Linked DNA regions of Anser cygnoides: region 2 is linked to region 1. The links are chromatin contacts, called in public Hi-C maps. All regions are on one chromosome and are shown on one strand. The core of a region is the stretch at or near the end of the contact, and the rest is flanking DNA. Distances in the headings are between cores, read along the strand shown. Region 1 holds the start of CYB5R3 (cytochrome b5 reductase 3). Region 2 overlaps BMAL2 (basic helix-loop-helix ARNT like 2).

Region 1 (5,844 bases), core at 2,428-4,927:
AGCGTGTAAAATACAAACTGTAGCTTGTCAGAAAGACTAATTTCCTTCTCCCCAGCTAGTCAGGTATGGCAATGCTGAGAAGTTTAGCAGTACAATATTCAGAATGTTTGCAGCTGATTTTTGGCAGGATGTTAGAAACTGCTAGTGAAAACATAGAATTACAGCTCTCAAAAAACAGTACTTACAGTACCAGGTTATTATTTTTCAAAACTAACTTCTGTTTCCAGAATACATTTCCCATTCAGGCAAAAATTTCTATACGTACATCACTAAAATATTCTCACTGACCAAGCTACCCCATGCGGCAGCATTTGAGCAGGTTATAGCACAGCTGTTCCTTCATACCAAGATTAAAACAGACTACATACACATACATACACAACATACAACAATGGACTGAGAAAGATCAGTATTTAGCAAAAAACTGCAGTGTGAACATGGAATTATTTTCTGTTACGATCTGTCAAGCAGATCATACCTGCCACCACGTGCTACGGATCCCATCAGGAAATGGCGAGTATGTAATAACTGCATTGCTGTAGTATGCATGGGAAACAAATCCAGTATGGCAGCCCAACCCAAGCCATGGGGAAGCTTTCACTTCCCAAGAAACCAAGGCTCAGAAACACAGTAATTGTTTTCTTTGATTGAACAAATGAAAGCCAAGCTATCAGTACACTCTGCATACCTTGAAGAAAGCTCTGTTCCAGTCCCAAGCCCCTTTCAACAGAACTCTTCGCATAACATTTTGACTAGCCCATTGACTTAAAAAGTCAACACTACAAATATCTTCAGGTATGACTTCATTTATACCTGAAAGGCAAGATTTCTGTCTCATATTTTTTTCTAATGGCCAGCTTATCCAAGGGAAATTTGGACTTCTCATCTTTTGAGGCTGTTTCCCTTTCCCCAAGCAGGGTTACCAAATTCTGGTAGCAAGATCCAGCACTGAAAAGTTGACTACTTTCCTCTGAAAAACCACTTGAGCACCCCAGGAGGTAGAAGACACCTTTCACTTTAAACAGAGAGAAGGAGAAGCTGAGAGACCTCAGCTGCTGTCAGAACTACACCTTTTAAAGGTATTTCTTCCTGTAACACGTAAGTGTACATAAATCCAATAACAGCAATCAGTATCAATATATTTCTGATAGCTACTGGAACGAATGCTACTGACAATGAGAACTGCCTGCTCCGCCTGACTGCATGACGTCTGTCATCTAGAAGTGGGGATTTTAGGAAGTCCTGCTGATGTACTCTATGACATGAGGCTCATATGACAGAAACTATGAGTATGGTCATTTCTAAAGCAGCATTCACCACTCAGCTGGCTTGCAGAAATGCATGCTGCAGAACTCACTCATATTAGGCAAGGAGCAGGTATAAATAAGTTCTTTACTTAAAATACAGATATTTAATTGATTTTACTAGAAACAAGCTCAGCAGCCTTCAAAATATCTACTGTTCCCAAGCAATCCCTGCTGCAACATTGCCCAAGATTTAGGAAACTATAAGCATTTCACAGTATCCAAGGAGAGGATGCTCAGCACTGTACACGTGCTTACCTCTTTATCTATCAGCCTCAATGCATACTTCACTTCAGGATCCTTCAGAGTGATTGCAGGATAGGGATTCCCAAAAAGCCTCTGGATGGTGCTGTAGATTAGCCATATAGGGTATGTCACAACCCAACGCAGCTGCAGCAAAACAGAGACATCATTAGATACATGTGCACAACAATAGAAGGTTATTTTGGTGAGGAGGAAAATATTAGCGTGATGTGACAATCTAACCACCCAAAATAATACTCTGTTTCTTTGTGCTAACATGAGTGGAAAGAGTAAGTATCAAAAAAAAACAAACAGTGTAATACAAGTTTGCCTTGTGAGCACCCAGAGCTGCTCCCACATTGTGACACTGGGCATGCCAGCAGAGGGTTGTCAGACCCAACCCCATGTCCCCAAGTCCAACCACTAACAAGACCAACAGATGAGCATAGGCAGACACACAAACAGCACCCAGCAGCTAGCTGCCCATCTCCCAAAGACATGAACACACTCGCAGGTGGCTCCTGCCCGTGACATCCCCAAACACTCCTCTGCTGCATCCCATGCCACCAGGCTTGCAAGGTGATGCCGACGGGGGGGGGTCACACCCAGCCCCTGGGGCAGAGGGATCCCCCATGACAGCGGCTCCTTCCTCAGGCCAGGGTATCGTGGCTCCCCGCCTGCCAGTGCACCCATAGATATAATCCTTCACAAGCCCTCCACTCTCCTGGATGGGGCTGGGAGTGACCGCATCCAGGTAATGCTCAGGGTAAAAATCCTCTCTGACCCTCATTTGCTGTTCCAGGTTTTAACTCAGGGCAGTGAAACAGCGTGACTGCAGCAGCATTCTTCCACGATACCTATATATATAAAAAAAGGGGGGTGACGGAGATAGAACTGAAAATAAAAATTTTGCAAAATACTTTGACTGCGTGCGGTGCTCTTGATTATTCTTGGAAGAGCTGGAAGTCCTGTACAACCAGCTTCTACTTTCATTTTTGTTTTAGAGGGACCTGGCCAGCATTTTGGAATCACATCTCTCTGAGCCTGACACAGCTGTTGGGAGGATATAAGATATCCAATATAATTACTGAAACTATGGCAAGTGCAAAATTAAAAGGAAAGACAGCATAAAATCTCTCTTCTTAAAATTCTGCTGTACAGATATAAAAGATATCAGCAGCTGGTTTAACTTGAAAGCATACCATACCACACACACACTGCATTTTTCACTTTTATTTGAAAATACTGAAATAGCCAGACAGAGGATGTTTCTAAATTAGCTGAAGTTTACAAGAAACTTATTCCTTAATTTCCGCAGACCCATCATATTACTTCAGCTCTAGGAAGAATTTTTGCTATTGAGCCATGAAAAAAAAAGGATGGGGAGGTTGCTTAGGACAATGACAGAGCAGCAAATAAACCCCTAATGAGAACTGCAACCGGTGACTGAGTCTAGTGGAGACAGCAAGCTGAATCGGCAACAGATGATGTCTCAGATGAGATATGAACATGTTAAAATAAGCTAATTTGATTTAAACACATAGCTATCTGAAATGAGCAAAGAAGCAGCTGTGGGCTATCAAATCCTTCCCTTTCTGAAGCCATTGACCAGATCAGAGCCTGTTTCAGCAGAACAAACTTTAATTTTGAGGAACAGCTTTAGCACCACGTTAGCCTCGGGGAAGGTAATTCGTGACTCGCGGTCAGGTCGTGAAAAAACCTCCTGGGAGGAGCCCGGGGAGGAACAGCCCAGGTGCGCTGCGAGCTGGGCCCTAACGGAGCTGATGGGCAGAAACAGAGAACTAACGGCTGGGGGGAGATCCGGAGGCTCTGCAGGCCCTACATCGGCGGAGCCAGGGCCGGTCACCACCGCCTGGCCATCCGCCCCATCCCCAGCGCCGCGGGCAGCCGCAACCCCTTCCCTCTCCCCCAAAACCTTCGCCCCAAAATGCCGGACCCGGCCGCCCCCCCCCCCCCCCACCGCTCACCGTGCTGAGCCCGGCGCCCATCGCTGCCCTCCACCCCAGCCGACAGCCACGCCGCCCCGCCAATCAGCGCCGCGCCTCCCCGCCGCCCCGCCCCGCCGCTCCGCGCCCCGCCAATCAGCGCCGAGCATCGCTCCTCTCCCGCCAGAGGGCGCCCGCACCACACAGCACCGCGGAGGCTGGGAGGGGTCGGGAGCGGCGGCGGGGGGAGAGCCACCGGGGAAGGGGGGCAGGCTGGAGGCTGAGGGCCTCAGGGATTCCGCCCACGGCTGTTGGGTCTTTGCCGCCACCGGGTCCCGCAGGAGCAGCGGGGCGGGTGGGGATCGCGAAAATAAAAGCCACCAAATGTTGTAAACGCGGTGTTGTTTTCAGTGCCTCTCCTCAGCAAAGACTGCGTGCAAGTCTGGTTTTGGTTAGTTCCGCCCTTCCGTGAGCTTGTCCTTATCACATTATGATGTATATGTACCGCTCTTTTGCCCATAATCAGCAAGATTATAGAATCACAGAACCACAGAATGGCTCGGGTTGGAAGGGACCTTAAAGACCATCTGGTTCCAACCCCCTGCCATGGGCAGAGACAGCTCCCACCAGATCAGGTTGCCCAAAGCCCCATCCAGCCTGGCCTTGAACACCTCCAGGGATGGGGCATCCACAGCTTCTCTGGGCAGCCTGTGCCAGGGCCTCACCACCCTCTGAGTGAAGAATTTCCTCCTCATATCTAATCTAAATCTCCTCTCTTTTAGTTTACGGCCATTCCCCCTTATCCTACCACTACACTCTGTGACAGAGTCCCTCCCCAGCTCTCCTGTAGGCCCCCTTTAGGTCCTGGAAGGAAGATAAGTAACAACGGGGGGGGGGGGGGGGGGGGGGGGGGGGGGGGGGGGGGGGGGGGGGGGGGGGGGAGCAAGGAGTCTACTGAATAATCTTCCAGTACTTTTTTCTTCACCAGCAGCCAAAGTCCCAACACCTTTTCAAGATAAGGAGAGCATAACATATGTATATCAACATCACCATCCACTATACCAAGTAAACCACCCAAGCCTGAATGTCCACCGCTCATACCTTTGTGGTGGTTTTACCTTGCTGGGCAGCCGAGCTCCACCAAAGCCGCTCTCTCACTCAAAGGGAAAGGGGGAGAAAATGCAATGAAAACGGCTCAAGGATTGAGATAAGGACACGGAGATCATACAACAATTACTGTCATGGGCAAAACAGGCTCAGAATAGGGAGATTAATATAATTTATTGCCTATCACTAGCAGACTAGTGCAGTGAGAAACTAAAAGCAAGCTACAAACACCTTCCCCCCATTCACCCTCTTCTACCTCCTCCCACCAAGCAGTGTAGGGGAACGGGGAATGAGGGCTGCAGTCAGTCCCTGATGCTTTGTCTTTGCTGCTCCTTCAGGGTCACTCTCTGCTCCTGCTCCACGTGGGGTCCCTCCCACAGGATGCCATCCTTCCCGAACTGGTCCTGCGTGGGCTGCCCACAAGGCAACAACTGCTCCTACATTGGTCTGTACCATGGGGCACATCTGTCAGGAGCCAACTGCTCCAACATAGGTTCCCCACGGGCGGCAGCTCCCCCCAGACCCCCTGCTCCTGCGTGGGCTCCTCTCCACGGGCTGCAGCTCCGGCCCAGGGCCTGCTCCTCCAGGGGTCTCCATGGGCCACAGCCTCCTCCAGGCCACATCCACCTGCTCCACCGGGGGCTCCTCCACGGGCTGCAGTGTGGAGATCTGCTCCATGTGGGACCCATGGGCTGCAGGGGGATAGCCTGCTCCACCAGGGGCCTCTCCACAGGCCGCAGGGAACTTCTGCTCCATGCCTGGAGTACCTCCTGACCTCCTTCTGAACTGACCTTGGGGGCTGCAGGGCTGGTTCTCACTCCTCGCTCTCCCAGCTGCTGTTGCACAGCAGATATTTGTTTCCCTTTCTTAAATCTGCTCTCCCAGAGGTGCAAACAGTATGACTTACTGGCTCAGCTCTGGGCAGCAACAGGTCCCTTTGGAGCTGTGTGGAACTGGCCTTTATCTGACATGGGGCAGCTGCTGGGATCTGCTCACAGAGGCCACCCCTGCAGCCTGCTGCTACCAAAACCTTTCCACACAAACCCAATACAATCTTTACAGGGTCAGCAGCTCACTCAGGATAAGGCAGTAGAGATAGATGGATTTTTCAACTTGCTTCTCATTATTTCCTTGTTTTCTCATTATTTCCAAGCTTACGTAGCCCCCTGGTGGCTGATTTTGTGAATGGTGTTTTGAGGAACCTCTTGTGCAGTGAACAGAGAACCTCGGACCCAACGTGGTGA
Region 2 (5,844 bases), core at 1,122-3,621, 160 kb before region 1:
TTTAAAGACGTGGGGCCAAAATTACTTGTTGTTTGGCTTTATTGGAATAAACTGTTCTGTTTCTTCACAGAAAATGAATTTGGGACTATATCATAAAGCAAAGTGAATAAACAAGCATTTAAAGTGAATAAACGAGCATTTTCTAAAAATCAATCGAATTGTACAACTGTAAAATAAGAATTGCAATTTTTGCCATTGTGAAATGTATTTTCCCTTTTCTATGTTTTTGACCATTAAGGTAAAAATCAATTATAAATAAAATAAGAAGTACTGTGGCTAGCACCAGAGAAATAAGTAAATACATGACTTAATATTGCACAGACTCTTTACAACATGGTTTATTTTTTATTCTTGATTAGTTCGAAAATAGTGTAGATGTTGTTATTGAAGGAACATAATACTTATATAACAAGATCTATATAACCTTCCAGAGTTAAACCACTGGTTTGGATTCTTACTGCATTTTCCTAAAAATATTAATAAGAATAATTAAAAAAATGTAACAGTCATTTGCAGTCAGTGATCAATATTGTATGTCTCAATTCATTTTTAGATTTTCCCTTTAATGTTTGCAAAATTTTCTGGTTTAAAGAAGTCGTAGAACAAAAAGTGTCATTTGAAAATATTTATGATGAATAAAGAGGTGAAATTTTTATGTACTTTTGAATACAGTTGAGGTAGTTATGTGCTTATTTCTCTTTGTACAACAATACAATTCTAGTAAGATAAGGACAGATTTTTTTAAGTTGGTACAGGTTATTGGAAGATGTGATGAAATCAGGTTAATAAAATGTTATTTTTATGCACAGCTGTTAGTCTGCACATAATTCTATCTGCTCATTGAATTTAAACATAAAGTACTTGTGCTTTCAGATCCCAGGCTCATTCTCTAAATACTTAAATGGGGAGTTTGAACTAATGTGGATTCTGGTAGCTTAAGTCCCTAGCGAGGGTCACTTTTTTCATTTACTTGCAAGCACCATAGGCTGAAATCTGTCATTTCACTGGTTGCTGACTGTAGTGTGTTCCTATTTGTGATCCAAGCTGAAATGAAGAATATACTCGTGTGGAAGTGATGCTGCTTTTCCTCAAAGCCTGACTTTGGCCTGACTTTGGCCTCTTTCACTTAGTCTTTTGCTTCTTTTTTGTAGCCTGACATACACCATGTAAGTTCACAAAATGTCCTGAAATTCCAGGAAGTAATCATCAGCTGGAAAGCGTTGTGCCACTTGGGATTTCTCTGAAGATAATCATTTTATTTCCCATCCAATATGAGAATATTTTTATTCTGCACAAATATGGAGGTCACAGAGGTAGTTGGGGAATAGGTTCTTGCAGGTTAGAAGCTGTAAAGCCATGTTTCAGAACAGCACAATTAGAGGATCCAGAAGAAGGTAAGCGGAGTGGTGAATGAGCTGCTGAAAGACAGCTTGTGCTGCTGTAATATGTTCTGTGTGTACCTCATTTCTAAAAGATTGGTCTGAATAGCTCCCTATACTGTGGCAGTTGGCTGTCGTCATTGAATTTTCTGGGTTCTTCATAGCCTAATTGCTTTCAGAAAGTTCATATCTTCCTTGTGAGGAACGGAGGCATGTCAAAAATGTTCATGTCTCTTGGAAGTATCGAAGAGCAGTTTCACTGATGCTGTTCCTGTCTCTACAGCTCTCCTTACATGAGGTCCTGGGGAGCTGCTGCCAAACTATACCAGCCTACTACATATTTTTGTTTTTATTTTTAATTTAAGGGCCCTGTGAGCTGCGTATGTTATGTGTCAGCTTCTGCGAAGTGTTTTTACTTTGTTAAATGGGAGAGAAATGGGAGTAAAAGGGTAATGAATCAGAATGTCTGATTAATTGAAGGATAAGTTCATATGTATGGGCAGTTACTACATACAACTTTTTATCCTTTGGTTGTTTTCCTGTCAAAATCTCTAGAAATACGCAATCTTTGGAAATAATAAGTTTGTGGGAAAAATCTTCCTGGTTGTTGCTCTCATAGTGCTGGTCCTATCTGTGAGGTAAATGTTTACTTCCACAACATTTGCCAGATCTCAAGCGTACATGACCTGACATCTGCAATCTGTCCTACAAAATTTAGGGAACTTTGGCACGACTGAGAGAAAATTACATAATTAATAGACTCTTTTGTAACAATGAAGTATATCAATGTGTTTCTAGGAAGGACTGTAAAAAGATCAGCAGAACTTTGAATAATACAATATTTGAGTTAATTTGCAATGGTTTTAAATCTCACTTTAAAGACTGCTTCTTGCATAAATCTTACAGATGAGGCTAAACCATATAGAATACTATACTACTGGGCTTTAGTATTTAGGCAAAAACAATTTTGAGTTTATTAAAAATTCTTCAACAGGAGTGGTTCCATCCTTAGACTTTTTTTGTCTAAATAGGATAATAAGCAAATTGGTTTCTTAATTCCTCATCTTTGTGCACGTTTGACTTGCAAGGCCTTCAAGAATACCTCTTTTTCAGGACAAATACAGATGCAGTATCAGTTAATGCTTTTGTTGTCATTTGAGAGATAGTAAATCTTCTCTTTTTGAAAAACAATAACAAACCAGGCAGGTGAATTTAGTCTTGCTTCTGCAAGGTACAGTCACCTGCTAAACACTTATTCTGCAGAAGTGAGCTCAGAAGGGCACCAGGCTAGTTGTGCTTCGTTCTGTGTGGAAGGTAGGAGCAGCTACAGCATTTAAGACTGCCCACTCTTCTGTGGGCAGCAACGGGCATGAGTCAACTCCTAAAGAAAAGAATAGGGTAAATGCAGCAACAGCTTTAACTGCTTTCAGCTCAGGGGAGTTCCTCAGCTTCATTTGGTGTGTCTGTTTGGTAAAGCCCGAGGGATGTCTATTCCAAGTGTGTGTGTTTGAACTCCCTGCGTTGACCCCACGGAAACTACCTTCATATTGCAGGAAGAGCTCTTATCTGTTTTGGCTCCCGCCAGCTTCATTTACGGATTGCTAGTTCATTTGTGGATCACTGCTGCTTGTACTGGAAGAGACAGCAAACAGTTGTTTCTCATCTTCTGTCTCTGTGTTTTGTCTCTCTCATGATGACTTAGTTTTTTATGACAGTCCTTCTTTATGAACCCACAGCTTCAAAACTTCTTAAATCATAGTTCTTCGGAGCTATCCTGCTTGTGGTTTATTACAGTAATTTACAGCATGCTCCTAGATTATCTTTGGGGGGAAAAAAAAAAGGTGAACACGTGTTTAGTTTGTTTTAACTTTTGGGGCATTTTGTATCCAAATTCTAGAAGGAATGTCAAGTTTCCAGTATAAAAACATGTGTTGTGTATCTCAGAAATCAAAGGTCATTATTTCAGGGTTCTTACAGTTACTTTGGTGGAAAGCCATGGGAAAGAGTCCAACGTTGTGCAAGTTTGCAGATAAACAAAAAGATCAAATGAAGTGAAGCTCCAGATACAGTTGCAGGAAAAATAATTTTATTAAAAAAAAAAAAAAGACAGTCAGGACAACTACTTGTATAAATAACCTGAAATGCAATTCACTGCCTTACTGCCATGCTGCAGGCGAAGTGCTTGTATGACTGGGGCTGTGGAATGGGGTCTCTCAATTGCTCTGTGATAAAGCAAAGGGGGTTGGATTGTTGGTTCTTCTCTGTCTCCATCTTTGTCATATTTAACCTTGTGAGCATCTACTCATTCTGGTAAGCTTTCTTATCACAAGTGCTTTAATGGTATTTCAGTTTTTGGTAATAAGCATTAGAGGTATTAACTTTAAAAATGGTGAAGATGGTTATTGATAGTCTGAGAGGAAAACATTTTGAAGTACTTAGGCTGGATCATTTCTCACTTAGGCTGGTATAACTGCTGCCTTTTCATGCAATCAATTTCACTGAATAATCAACCCCCTTGCGCAAATCCACCCACAGCTGCATTTTTGTAATTATTGATGTTGGGTTTCTGTGGATTATCTAATAACAGATATTGAAACACCACCTTATCAATCTGAAAGGAGTTGGACACTGCTGAGTGTAACTTGTACTACTGGAACAGTTCGTTTATGTTAGTAAGCATGGCCCTTTTTAGAAGGACTGGAAAGTTACTCCTCTGGTTGCTGCCTTCAGCCTCGTTTTGGTGTCTTGCTTTAATCGAGCTATGGCCTTAAAGACCGGGTAATAGGGAATAAGGCTTCCAGGATTTGGTGAGACATTTGCTAACCCTTATGACTGTCCTACTCAAAAGCAGAGTCAAAGTTGTTCGGGTATTTTTGGATCAAGGAATTTGGAAGATGGATCTTCCAGTCACTTGGAAGAGCCTTGTGACTGATGTTTTTGTGGCAGAAAGTTTTTCATCAGACAGAACTTCTAACCTGTTCCAGGGGTTTTAAACCAGTGGGTTTGTATGTCAAGAACTGCAGTCCCTGATGTGGGAATTAGGCATATGATGTATGAGATGACTGGATTATATTTTCCTCCTAAGTGATCAGACTTTAATAGGTATTTTTAATTTGGTCATTGATGTGCAAGGAAATTTGTGGGTACTTCTATTTGTAATTCACTGAAATGCCCAGTGTAATTTTCTATGTGCCATTGGATGGTTAAGCTGTTCCTTGCTATGAAACAACTTGGGAAACTTCTTCCAACCCTTAAAATAGTTGTAATGGGAAATGAACTATGAGTTCTTTGCAATTTTGTTTCCTCTGAAAGTTGAGTTTCGCAGGGAATGGATAACACAACTTGTAGGATTTTTAGTATGACCCTGTTGGAGTTTAACATTTTAACTGATTACTAAACTGATTTACTAAACATGACTCCATATCAATCAATAAGATTCTTTGCCTCTGGCTTCAGTGTAGCCAAAATCACTATTACGAACAATTGCAACGTGACCATTAAAATGGAAGTTCAAAGTAGAAGAATTGGCTGGGTGTAAATCCTCTCTACTGCCATGTTGTATTTTTGTGTGTTCTTTCTCTGCAATTAACATTGGATAGATATAAGGGCTTTATATGTACAAATAGATATGTTTAATTCATGTAGGCTGTAGATGAGATCATCATATCAAATCTACTTAATCACTTGTAGATATAGTAGTCTATCTTTTAATGAGACCAAACTTTCTAAATGTTTCTGCTTTTCAGGAATTGTTAAATTGAAGTCTTAGTTCATAGCTAAGGAGAAAAAGCAGCAATGCTCATGTCTTGCTCTCAAGGTTATTCCCACTGATAATCACATGGAGAACAAGTCATATTTAAAGGCAGTGTTTTGGCAAAATATTTGTGTCAAAACAATGAAATAAGCTCACATTTCACATCACTTATTTAATAGTTTATAGCAAAAAGGTTCTTCAGTGTTTCTGCTGGGGATGCAGTGTGTTTCTGCCATCTCAGGGGTGTATGTCTTATTTTTGACTGAATAGTTTTTAAATTGCATTTCATCTTGATGGAAATTCAAGTAATAATCTAGCTAAAATATGCAGATGTCCACTGTACATTTTCAAATTATATAAAAGGTTTTAGAAATCTCAAGCATAAATTGTTGTAGAGTTTTAAGCATGTTTATTGTTGTTATTCCCTGACATTGGTTGAACTTACCCATCAGTTAAAAAACTGCAATTCTTGGTAGCTGCTCAGGAGCTGTAAATAATAAGTTCATTTTACAAGCTTTAAGTTTGAAATAGTGGCCTAGGATTGATGATATGTATTTCATTTTCAGCTTGAAAACACTAACTGATTTTGCACTAGTTCTTTGAAAATATCTGCAGCATATGATTTTTTTTTTTGTCGTTGTTTTAAAAGAAGATTTAGCAATTTCCTGCAGAAGGATCCCTGCTTTACGAGGACTGCTAATTACGTGATAG

Evidence for each region. A called contact is a pair of places that touch in the nucleus more often than the background predicts.
Region 2: a contact with region 1 is called in a Hi-C map of liver, with 1.5 times the contacts expected there. The contact joins the enhancer-like site here to the promoter of CYB5R3 in region 1. A contact is called at or near these places in 3 of 7 Hi-C or Micro-C datasets (granulosa cells and liver).

The regions. Positions count from the first base shown.
Region 1 is chr1:76,184,917-76,190,760 of Taihu_goose_T2T_genome, reverse strand. It overlaps CYB5R3 (cytochrome b5 reductase 3), which reads right to left and starts at 3,677. Exons shown (of 9, transcript XM_066990345.1): 1 at 3,536-3,677; 2 at 1,563-1,694. The coding sequence starts at 3,556.
Region 2 is chr1:76,338,683-76,344,526 of Taihu_goose_T2T_genome, reverse strand. It overlaps BMAL2 (basic helix-loop-helix ARNT like 2), which reads left to right. Exons shown (of 16, transcript XM_066990332.1): 16 at 1-808. Among named protein-coding and RNA genes, the nearest start is that of PPFIBP1, 21 kb to the right of the region's middle. Within about 2 kb of position 2,371, at least 1 of the 3 cell types and tissues checked has open chromatin away from gene starts, as enhancers often do. A contact at or near this core is called in liver, where this site is marked.